Regions from separate parts of the Bos taurus genome. Here region 2 is linked to region 1. The links are chromatin contacts, called in public Hi-C maps. All regions are on one chromosome and are shown on one strand. Each heading gives the region's core, a stretch centred on a gene start, on an enhancer-like site or on the middle of the called end of the contact. The rest is flanking DNA. Distances are from core to core; before and after follow the strand shown. Region 1 overlaps TRAM2 (translocation associated membrane protein 2). Region 2 has its middle 17 kb from the start of TMEM14A.

Region 1 (5,878 bases), core at 1,695-4,194:
GTTCATCACACAGGTGCTCAGGGTGGTCCTGGGCCCTGGGCTGTAGCGTGTGTGCATATTCAGTGATATGCCACATACACACATGCACACGCACACACACGCACACACACACACACACACACACATCTGTGGCCTCTTAATTTCACATCAGTGGGGTGAACCTAGAGTCTGAAGCCACCCTAACCCCACACCCACAGCAGCGTTCTTAAGGCGTTGCCGGCCAGCTGGTAGGGTCCCACTCCATCTGCAAGGCCTCTTCAGCTCCTCTGACCACGGGCATGCTTTCTGCCTCGAGATTATGGGAGCGAGTTAAAGGGATGGAGAGATGTTGTAAAGGAGAGGCATCAGCACTTGGTGACATCCTTCTGAAGCCTAGTTTCGAGGAGGGATTATCCATTACGGTTAGCATTTGTGCTGTCACAGTTGTGGACTCAGCCAACACAGGCCTCACACGTGCCATCCAGTAGGCAGCCACACGCCACACCCAGCTGTTTCGGTGTAAACTCATCAAGATAATACAAAAGGTTCAGTTGCTCAGCCACACTGGCCACATTTCGAGAAAGTTCTGTTGGACATGCTGGTCTCCGTGTAGCTTTCTGAGAATTTGGTTTTTGTGGGTTTTGTTTGTGTAGTAATGTGAAATGGGGGGTCTTTAAGGTGTGGTTCTGTTAAGGACTGTCAGAGGCATGAATTATGGGGCTGAGGTCATGGGCCTGGGGCCACATGGCCTGAGTCTGAATCCTGGTTTTCCCTGTCCTAGCAGCATCGTCTCTGTAGATGATTTCATCGCTCCGTGCCTCAGCTTCCTCATCTGGAAAATGGGGGTAACACTATGTCTGAGAGTCGTTGGGAGGATTAGAAACAGCAACACAAAAGATGAAATGTTGATACAGCCACAGCGCTTAGAGGGTGGCTGGGTGCAGGGCATCAGCTGAGTGCATATGCCCTGTTGTTCATGTTGCTCTCAGGAGGTGTTGGAGAGACGTCTTGACTTGTGGGGCTCCCCTTTGCGGCTCCCTCGGCATTTGGAATGCAGCTGGGAACAGGGTGTCCGGGGAGGTCAGCCCTGTGCCCTGTCCTGTGACCGCCACACTGGGTAGTCACTCAGGTCCTTGCCTGCACTCACTTCACGTACAGTTATAGGAAGCGTGGGTATGTGATCCAAGGTTACAGGAGAAAGAACAAGTTCAGATGGAGCAGTGGCTGGGCAGATAGACAACCGTGGGCAGGTAGGTGGTGGCTGCCAGCCTGAGACTTTCTCCTGGAGGTACTGGGGGCCTTTGAAGAGCTTTGGGAGGGCAGTGACCTGAGACTCCGTCCTCTGCTCTGCTGATCCCTGGGGGGTGAGGTTGGAGGTGAGGAGTCTGATCAGAAGGCTGTGGCAGGGACTCCCCAGGAGATCTCCTCCTACCTCCTAATAAAATTTCAGTCTCCACCCCAACTGGGAAGTATGCCCTGGCCCCCCACTTTCCCTGGGCCCCCCACATCTGAACTTTCTGGTGTCCATTCAGAGACTCTCTCTATCCACCCAGTGTGGCAGACACTGTGACCAGGCGGTTGTGTGGGACCCGCTGTGACCTGGCTGCCCCGGTGCAGAGTTGCCCTTGAACGCGAGTGTTGCTCTGAGCCACTGTCTGCTGCTGCCTTTGTGTGACCTTATCACTGAAGTGTCCTTCAGACTTACTCAGACAGTATGTTTTGTGTCTAACGCGATTTCTAATTTTTTAAGAAGTCAGGCCTCAGACAGATGGAACATCTTCACCCCCCCTCCCCTTTTTTTCTCGCTACATAAGCCATGAAGGGGCTTATGTTCAAGTACAGCAGCCTGACCCAGGGAAGCAGGGTTTGTTCCAGTGTCAGAGGAGGCGGAGGGCGGGGGAGCCCTTTGGGGAGGTTTCCTGGGGTTGGGGGATGGGGGTTGACTGGGGAGGGGAGGAGAGAGGCTCGGCCTGTGCACAGCTTCATTTTGTTCACGAAGTTGCTTCGCTCACTGTACATAAGGGGCTGTCTGCGCTCCGTCCGTCAGGCGGTGGGTGCTGATGGATGTCAGTCATCATCTTTGACATGTGTCTGCCATCTCTGTGCTGGTGCCAGGCTCCTGGAGACAAAACGAGGGGATCGGGCCCTTGTCTGACCTCTCGAACCCGGGTGGAACCTTGGGGGTCTTCTTCCCGAGGCCCGTTGGTGATCACCCGTCATCTTAACAGCCCTGGCCCCCACTGCCTGTAGTTTACGTGGTCTACAGCAGAGGGAAGTAAAGCAAGTGCATCTGTCGGAACAGACCCCTGTGGTCACTGGCCCACGTCTGGTCTCTTAGTCCCACCGGCTTGACCTTCTGAGCTGCCCCGCATCCCTGCTCACCCTTACTGCTCCTCAACCTTTGCTCACACCCTGGATGTCTCCCCCCTGAATGGCTACAGTGAGTCCCAGCTTGGTCCTCGGCCTCCTGTCTGGCCTCCTCTGTGGTCCCTTCTCCATGGACGTCGTCTGGCTCAGAGCTGGGTCTGGGTCTCACTCCCTTCCAGGCCTCTGGTGGTGCCCACCTGAAGTCTGAGGAGCCCAGTGTGGCATTCCAGGTCCCCCTGGAGTCTGACCAGCCTTTGTCCTCCAAGCTCAGCGTGCTCCTGCCCTGACCCCTCATCGCAAACCACCCTAGTGCTTCCTGAACATTCCTCTTGCCTGCCTCCTGCTTTGTGTATGCACCCCCCCCCATCCCCTGTCTCCCGTTTTGTTGACTGACTCTAGCTTCTCCCTAGACGTCACCTCCTGTGTCACCTCCCATGTCGCACCGGCACCACCTGCTCTGAACACTCTCGCAGCCTCTAACAGTTCACGCCTCCTCACTGCCAGCCTCGGCCTTTCTCATCTGTTCATTCAGCCCGACTCAGACCGGGCGTGCGCTCTCTGCCAAGTGGGTCACAGATGGAAAGGTGAAGGTCCTGCTGTCACAAGGCCCGGAGTCCTGTGGGAGGGGCAGTATCCTTGGTGCTCTTGTGTGCAAAGGTACAGAGTGAGTCACTGTAAACACGAGATACGTGTGCTGGGCCTCAAGGCCCGAGGGGTGCTGGCCAGGCAGATGGACCTGGGAGAAGGTAGGTGTTCCAGGCAGAGAGAGGATGTGTGGAAGGGACAGAGAGGTTAGGGAGTGGGAAGTGGCTCTGTGTTGCCAAAGTCGGGGAGGTGGCTCAGGAAGGAAGTTATGGAAGATGAGTCTGCACTGGTCTCAGGGCCGTGGACACCCAGCGTTTGGATTTGCTCCTCGGCTTAGGAAACAGGGAGCCATTGCTTGAGTCCATTTTAATAATACTAAAAAACATGTGTATATGCAAAGGCAAAATCCGGAAAAATCATAGCAGACTGTCAACATCAATTATGTCTCTCCCCCAGGTAGCTCATGGAAGACTTTAGTTTTCAGTGTTATATCTTTCCCTTAATTTTTTTTTCTAACAGTAGGTGTATGTAGCTTTTAAATTCATCTAACTCCTCTCAGTTCTGTTTTGGAAAAAAACTTGAGATAAGAATTCTATCTGAATCACTAGATATCAGTGTAGGAAATAGTGCTAGATATCAGCTTATAACTAAATGCTGAATATACTTGTGGTGAATACAGTGGTTTTACCCACTGTGTAAGCCTGGAATTGAGAAAGCTTTTAGATTCCAGCAAGGGAAGTTTCGTCAGAGAAGAGTGGGACTTGGCTGGAGCCTCAGAGGATGCTGACGTTCATGTAGCACTTTACAGCTTGTGGGGTCAAAGGACAAAGTGTGCTGAGTGCTGACCTTGTGCCAAGCACTGCTGTGAGCACCTTCCTTGGGTCCCGTTATCCCGCCCTCCAAGCCACCCTTAGTAGGTGGATACTGTGGTTGCTCCCATAGTACAGACGAGGGAACTGAGGTCTGCAAAGAGCAGGGAGCCTAACCAGGCTTCCATTGGTCAAGAGGCCAGAGCCAGGATCGACAGCCCACCTGTCTGACTTCAGAGCCGGAGTCCTGACTCCATTTTAAAGAGAAGAAAACTGAGGCCAAGGGAATTCACATAACTTGCCTGAGGTCACACAGCTAGTAAATTGGGGAGCCAGGTATACACTCAGGATATTCTAAATAATCCATCTACTCACACTGATATTTCCTGATTCGAGTTCCAGGATGTTGGAATCCCTGGCATGGTGACAGGAGGCTGGAAGTTTCTGGGTCAGAGGGGTACATGAAACTCTTCCTACCAGGCCCCCTTCCTTGGAGATTCATGCACCACATAAACTTACCAAAGTAGAGGAACATCTCAGATCTACTGGCCCTCCCTTTCCAGTAGGATTTAGTAACATCCACAGGTTTACTCGGGCTTCCCTGGTGGCTCAGTGGTCAAGAATCTGTCTACCGAGACACAGGAGATGAGGGTTCGATCCCTGAGTCGGGGAAGATCCCTTGGAGGAGGAAGTGGCTTAGGAAAGTGGCAACCCGCTCCAGTATTCTTGCCTGGGAAATCCCATGGACAGAGGGAGCCTGGCAGGCTGCAGTCCACAGGCTCTCATAGTTGGACGCAGCAGAGCCACTGGGCACACACACACAGGTCTGCTCTGTAGACTGCCACCCTCCCGTCCTGTTAGAAAGAGCTGGGAGTGAAACAGGTGTGTGGACCGCTCGCACTCCTGTGACCGGTGGGGTGCCAGCTCTCAGATCTGGGGTTGAAAGTATGTGGGGAAGAGTCTGGTTTCTTGGATGGATGTGGGGCTTTGTCTCTGACCCCTTACACGTTTATTGACTCTTCCTGCTTTAGGATACCTGGAAGGGCCTACTGAGTGTCCCGTTTGCCACCTCTGTGACATTTTGTTTCAGTAAATCATGGTTCACTGTTAATTGTTACCTTATTAAACCCACCCCATACTTGTTAAACTCAAATTATTCAATGCACACAAGGCCACATTTCATACAATGGGTGTTAGAAGCATCTGAGTGTCACCACCTGTTATTTTTCTGTGATATGTGTTATTTTTTTTAAAATTGTGGTAAAATATACATAACATGGGTTTCCCTGGTGGCTCAGAGGTTAAAGCATCTGCCTGCAATGCAAGAGACCTGGGTTCGATCCCTGGGTTGGGAAGATCCCCTGGAGAAGGATATGGCAACCCATTCCAGTGTTCTTGCATGGAGAATCCCATGGATGGAGGAGCCTGGTGGGCTACAGTCCATGGGGTCGCAAAGAGTCAGGCATGACTGAGCGACTTCACTTTCACTATACATGACATACTAGTTAGTATCTTACCATTTACAATTTTTAATTTTTTAAATTGAATGGAAGATTCTTTAAATTCCATAGTCCTTTACAATTTTCAGAAGTTTCACACACATGACTTCATATAATCCCATAGCCCTTTTACCCCCCTACCCTGATATTTCCATTTAAGTGTACAGTTCCGTAGCATTAAGGACATTCCCATTGTTATACAACCATTACCAGAACTCTTTTAAATTTGTCATTGTTGTTTATTTGTTGTTTAGTTGCTCAGTTGTGTCCGACTCTTGAGACCCCATGGACTGTGCAGCCTGCCAGGCTCTCCTGTCCGTGGGATCTCCCAGGCAAGAATACTGGAGTGGATTGCCATTTTCTCCTCCAGGGGATCTTCCCGATCTGGGATCTCCCTGACCTGGGTCAAACCCAGGTCTCCTGCATTGGCAGACAGATTCTTTACTGTTGAGTCACCAGGGAAGCTCAAATATTTATTGAGCCCCTGCTGATTGAAGGTGCCTGGGACCTGGAGATGATTGAGACTCACGTGGAGTGCTCTGCCTCATGTGGAGGAGGGATAGGAAAACCAGTGGTCACAGTTCCTTGTGGCCAGAGTTGTGAGGGGCTCTGTCTGAGCTTGATCGCTGGGGGGCTTCT
Region 2 (5,878 bases), core at 1,616-4,115, 92 kb before region 1:
GTTCTTGATATGCTGAATAATCTGAATAATGGTATCCTGGACATTTTGAAATGATATTATAAGACTCTGAGCCTTGTTTGAATCCTGTAAAATGTTGCCATTTCTGTTTTAGCAGGCAATCAACTTAGCTGGTTTCAGTCTGCAAGGTCTGACCAACTTGCTGTGGATGGTGTTTTCAATATTGGTTCTGTTTTCAAAGCCTTTGCGGCGCTCTTCTGATCCAGTGTGTACGCCACCTAGTGGCCAATCTTAGCATGGGCGGTGATCTCACGCGTGGTAGGTTTCTCAGTGCCTCACTGACTCTTCAGGGTCAGATCCACACATACACAGCTGGAGAATAAGCCCAGATTTTTAAACAACTTGAGCAGCGCTTCGTCTGCCTCCTCTCTGATATCTTCTGAGATCTCCCTGGAGCTCTCTGATTCCCTGGAGTGTCCCTTTTTGACCCTTGTCTGCTGTGTGTTTCCCATAACTGCACCCATGTCTGGAGCTGTTAGGGTCACAGTGCAAGTGAGATAGAACCCCATCCCCAATTTTTCTGTTTTGGGTATTAAGATCAGTGATACCACACATGCAGCTAGATGCAACTAGGAGACATGAAAAAGGTTAATACATTGTGGAGAGAGCAGGGAGAGCTCTCAGGCTGGCCTGAAAATGGTTTGCAAGAACCAGGTGAGGAGACTGGCTTGGTGTTTGTGATGCTGGAGTCTGATGCTGGGGTGAGTTCTTGGGAGCTGGAGCTCCATAGTGTGAACTGCCCGCTAGTTACAAAGGAGTATCTGAGCTTTCTATCAGTTTTGCCCAGATGTGGGGCAGAAAGGGAAGAGGGTATGGTGAGGCGTGAGAGCTATGAGCATTCGAACTTCAGAAAAAGAATCAGATCCATCATTGTAAGGACTGGAAGGTAGAAAAAAAGTAATAGGATTTGTGCTATTCTCTTGGGCCGCTTCTTCCAGTCAGAGAGGAGAACTCCTCTCCCTCGGAGTTTTTAGGTGCCTGTGGGCTGTTGCAGGCTGGATCATGTGAGAGATTAAGGAAAAGCAAAGGAAGGAAAAAGAAAAGTGGGGAATTTTCTCTGTTCTCTCTGAATGTCAGGAAGCCCTTTGCCATTCCTCATGTCAGAGAATTTAAATGGCATTTCCTGGAGCCTTCATTTCTCACCCTTGCCAAGGCTCCCCTCCAGGTCTGAGGCTGCCTTGAGACCAGGCCAGGGCATATTAGTGGGAAAAAAATGTCAGGTTCACTACCTTCAGTGGTATTTCAAATTTTGGTCTTTTCTCCAGTCAACCTAATGCTATTTGCTTTTCATGGTGAATACTTGCTCCATGTATTCTGTCCAGGTTTTATAGCTGCGTTCAGTGGGAGACACGAGGCTACCTACCCCATCTTACATAGAACTGGAATCTATCTAATTTCGCCTAGGCCTAGCACAAGAAGGGACTTACCAGATGTCCAGTGAATGAACAAAGTGAATGGATGAATGAATGAGGGTACAAATCAGTTACTTATGAATAACACAGAAATACTCATGTTTCCAAAGAAAAAATTTCTGATGACCATCAGTCAGTTCTCTCTCTCCTCTTCCTGGGAGTGTGAGGTATACAGAACAGTTCTAGCCTGTTTATGAAAAATACTTTTTCTTGTTGAATATTTAAATCAGATAAGTGTTTTAAAAACTGAAGTTGCTGTGTCCCTGGAAAGGATTTGGACTGCACAGATTTCAACGAACTTCCTTAAACTCTGTTACTTGTTCTAATATTAAAAGAAAAATCAAAATTGACAAAGGGCTTTCTTTAGTTGCATGTGTTTACAGCCTAGTTACTACCCAAACAGGCTAAAGAGTAGGTTTAAAAACAACAACAACAGCTCTACAGAGCTCTATTGCCCATTCATCTGTCTGCATATAAATTATTGGATCTATTTACAGTCCAAATGCTAGAAACCCCCAAGTACTTGAATAGCAGGCTCTTGTATTTCTGTCTCTTTAATCCTAGGCTGATCTGACCATTGCCAGCAATAGAATTTAGCTGGTGAGTCCAACGTGAAATCAACGAGGGCTGATCTTTTCCATTCTTGAAGTTGGCTTTGACAGGGACCACAGGAGTCAATGGGACCTCTGTGTGTGGATGGGATTCCCAGGAGAGTCAGGAAGGGACGGATGATTCATGAGATAAAACATCCCAAAGGGACTCCACTTCCCTTTTAATTTTGTGTCCATGTGAGGAATTTTGAAAACCAATGCTGCTGAAGACAAAATTCCCATCATGAGCTAAACAGGCTCCCTGACAGAGAGGAAACACAAGCTTCTGAGAACCAGGGTCCAATTCTCTTTACATAGAGGCCACACCGGTGAAGAAGGGCACCCAGCCAAGTAGGGTGCATGTTCTTTCAAATGGGACGGGGGCCTTGACCCCCTTCTGAAGAACCTTTTTCCACTCTGATTCCATAAGAATAAGTCAGTAATCTGCTCTGAGTGATCAAATGCCATTTTTCTCTGAGTCTGCTTGTCTCTGCTTCCTTTTTGTTCTGTGTAGCTGCTTCAGCTTTTTGAATGGCTTTTTCTGTCCTAGTTTATCACAGGTTTGAGTTGCATCCGTATCGGGAGTTCTCTCTTATGGTAGATTTGGCACCAACTGGAGAAGTTGAAACCCTCCCTAAGTCAGATCCAGTTCCAGGGAACCCCAGGGAACCATCCGTGCACTTTGGATGCAGTGGTTTGGGTTTTATCTGAGTTTTGTCTCATTTGCTGCAACCTGGAACATACTTGATTATGTAAGAAGTTTTACAAACATGGGTCTAGTCTGGCCACAGAATCCACTCCCTGCCCCCACCCTGCAATCTCGAAAGCCCAGCAACCTGCTGGGGTGCGTCCTCTGGGTCAGCTGCCGTCTAATCCAAGTTGACAACTTGAGAAGGGCTCCTGCAGGTGGACTTTCTACCTTTGAAGACCCAGGCCCCGTGGGGGACCACCCTGCTGCCACATCTTTCCGGCTGCTCCCTGGGAATGTTTTGTTCTTTCAGTTACATCTGGATCCAGCTAATGAAAACAGAATGTGACAGATAGTCTATGTTGGGGATTTTTCTGCCTTTATTCCTCCTCTCCTCCAAAATGCAGAGAAAGGCTAATCATAAATTAGCCTTCACCACAGGTATTGTGAGTCCCTCCAGTTTCCTCTTGTTTTTAGAGGTTTTACCCCTCTTGTAAAAATGCACAAGGACAGCATGCTTGTTACAGAAAAAGTAGGTAAAAAGAAAAACATCTTAAAATGATTTTTCAGTAAAAATATCAGGCTGAGGTATTGCCTGATACTTTGCTCCTTCCAGTCTTTCTAACTCAGCTCCTGCTCACTTTCATCAAGTACTGATCTTACCCTTCACGGGGACAGTGCCCCTAGCAACCAACATTTTTTTTTTTGTTTTATTCCTAAACTGCTTTAGTGAAGTTACTTTAAGAAAAGTGTTCTCCCAAACAAAATGCAAAAGAAACATATCCATGATAGAACAAAATATTTTAATGAACAGTTTAAACAACTCTTTTATAAGTGAGTTTCTGAATGGGCCATGGCACCGCTTCTTAGGGTGGCTTCCTCTGACCAGCCTTAGTCCTGATGTTACACGAGCCTGGGTAATTTGTCTCTTGTGGGTGACATCCAGAGTTCTCTATTTAGGCCCTCTGAACAGTGGTTCAGGCTGGTTGCCAGGCTGACCAGGCTCTCAGCTCCCAATCTGCGGGATGATGCCTTTTCTTGCACATTCTTATTCTATGCCTCTACAACCTCCTTTTCCCATTTTGGGGATGATAGTGTGTCAGGTATGAACCGCAAGTCATAAATTGAGGAAAGACCTTGAGGATTCTTTGTCTGTAAACAAACTTACTTTCTACTTCAAACCTCCATTTAATATGATGGTAGGAGTTTAATCTGTCCAAGTGGGTTTACACACGGGTACAGATCTGCCTCGTCTGGGCCACAGTCTATCCACGCTGGTATCCCGCAGTGGATGCCTGCTCTCACCTGGCCTTTGCACTGTGCAGGTCAGTGCTAAGTCATCCCTGACCCAAGGCCCCCAGTTCCAGCTTGCTTTCAGCTCAACCCTTTACTGCTTGGAGCACAAAGGTCTTCTATCGCGCATGGTGCTGGGAAAGCAGGAGCCTCCGTGGGGCTATCTATGTGCTTCATTTCCTCTCTGCTGTTTCATCTCTTTATTACATCTCTGCTATTCTTGGGTGCAGAGGTTTTGGTGGGCTGTGGCAGGCCCCATGTTCAGGTCAGCTACATTACTTGCCAGAATCCATGCAAAATGAAAACACCAAGCTGGGCAGGGTTGGGAAAGTCAGTGCCCCTTCCCGAGGGCCCACAGCGCCTGTCCACAGCAGACAGCCGATCCCCAAGGGATGGCAACCTTCATGCTGGTACACACTGCACACTCAGTCTCTGGATGAGTGGGCAAGAAACTCCACCAGATTGGTACCCTCAGCCTGGGACCAAAAGGCAGCTTCCTTGAATCCCACCCTCAAATGCCATGGGGTGGGCATACCCAGCCCTGCCACCCCCAGTGCCTGCACCTGTGCCCAGGCCCACATCAGGTGTGGAGGGAGCTAGCAGATCACAACACAGGAAGAGGGAGGTGACAGGGGCTGTGGCACCAGGGGACATAGGGGTGAGCAGTGGGGATCCCAAGCCAGACACAGTGGGGGCAGGATGCACAAGAGTCGCGGCTCCAAGCCCCTGGTGCGCGCTCCACTGTCCTGTGGTCTGGTTTACAAGTCACAGATTCAAAGCTAAAATTAGTAAGAATTTCAGGGCAGCCACTACAGAGCATTCGACCTAAGTGCAAGGGCCTTCTGGGAGCAGTGCCTGTGCACGACACCGGTCACACCACCAAACAGGCTGGCCTGTGTGGTCCGATGCACAAAAGCTTGAAATAGACTTCCTGTTTCTTATATCAGCCCTTCCTTGGTGCAGTGAGAATAAAAGCGTTCTAGCTGGAACTCCCTGGTGGTCCAGTGGCTAAGACCCTGCACTCCCAATGAAGGGGGCCTGGGTTCAAACCCTGGTCAGGGAATTAGATCCCACGTGCTGCAACTAAGACTCCACATGCCACAACTAAAGATCCCGCATGCTACAATGAAGATTGAGATCCTGCGTGCTGCGGCTGAGACCCAGTGCAGCCGAATAAATAAAAAAGATTTTAAGGGGTTCTAGTTGTTGCCTGGAGTAGAGTCAGAGGAGAGGTTTGGGTAGGGGACAGTGCTAGAGTAACAGGAATTATCAGAAAGGGAAAAACTCTGAATTCATACTTTTAAAATGTTTTCTCACCACACAAGTGTCAGCAGATCCTAACCCTCCTGGACTCCTGGCTCTAGTCCAGGCTCACTTGGGGGACACCAGGGACCTTTGCACCACTGTCCAGGCTACACCTCAAGCTGTGACTGGCATCCCTCCTGGGGGTGGGGTGGGGAGAAGTGGGAGTCTACTGCTGTCTAGCACCAGGGCAGCGCAGTGTGGAGGTTTTATGTCAGCCGGTCAAACTCTCTCAGAGGTGTATTTTTAAATCTAAACATGATCTTCAAAAGTGGGTTGCCACCCAGACCTGCAGTACTAGCATCACTTGGGAACTTTTTAGAAATGCAAGTTCTCAGGCCCGGGCCCAGACCCACAGAAACTGAGTCTCTGGGGGCGGGGCCCAGTGTTTGTTTTAACAAGCTCTCCAATGACTCTAACTCGCAGCCAAGTTGGAGAATCACTGCTGTAAATGTATGTAACTTGGGGGACATTTTTCAGGATTCTTCAGGAAGGTTTCATTTACAATCTTATAAAATGACTCTTGGACCTAGTGCCCACTGTTCAGAGAATAAGAAGATGCTTTGGCATCTCCA

What was found. A called contact is a pair of places that touch in the nucleus more often than the background predicts.
Region 2: a Hi-C map of liver shows a contact between it and region 1, with 9 times the contacts expected there. The contact joins two enhancer-like sites. A contact is called at or near these places in 2 of 11 Hi-C or Micro-C datasets (liver and skeletal muscle).

Annotation. Positions count from the first base shown.
Region 1 is chr23:24,944,732-24,950,609 of ARS-UCD2.0, reverse strand. The region is part of intron 1 of TRAM2 (translocation associated membrane protein 2); the gene reads left to right. Among named protein-coding and RNA genes, the nearest start is that of TRAM2, 10 kb to the left of the region's middle. Within about 2 kb of position 2,944, at least 24 of the 102 cell types and tissues checked have an H3K27ac peak or open chromatin away from gene starts, as enhancers often do. A contact at or near this core is called in liver, where this site is marked.
Region 2 is chr23:25,036,293-25,042,170 of ARS-UCD2.0, reverse strand. No RefSeq gene overlaps it. Among named protein-coding and RNA genes, the nearest start is that of TMEM14A, 17 kb to the left of the region's middle. Within about 2 kb of position 2,865, at least 1 of the 102 cell types and tissues checked has an H3K27ac peak or open chromatin away from gene starts, as enhancers often do. A contact at or near this core is called in liver, where this site is marked.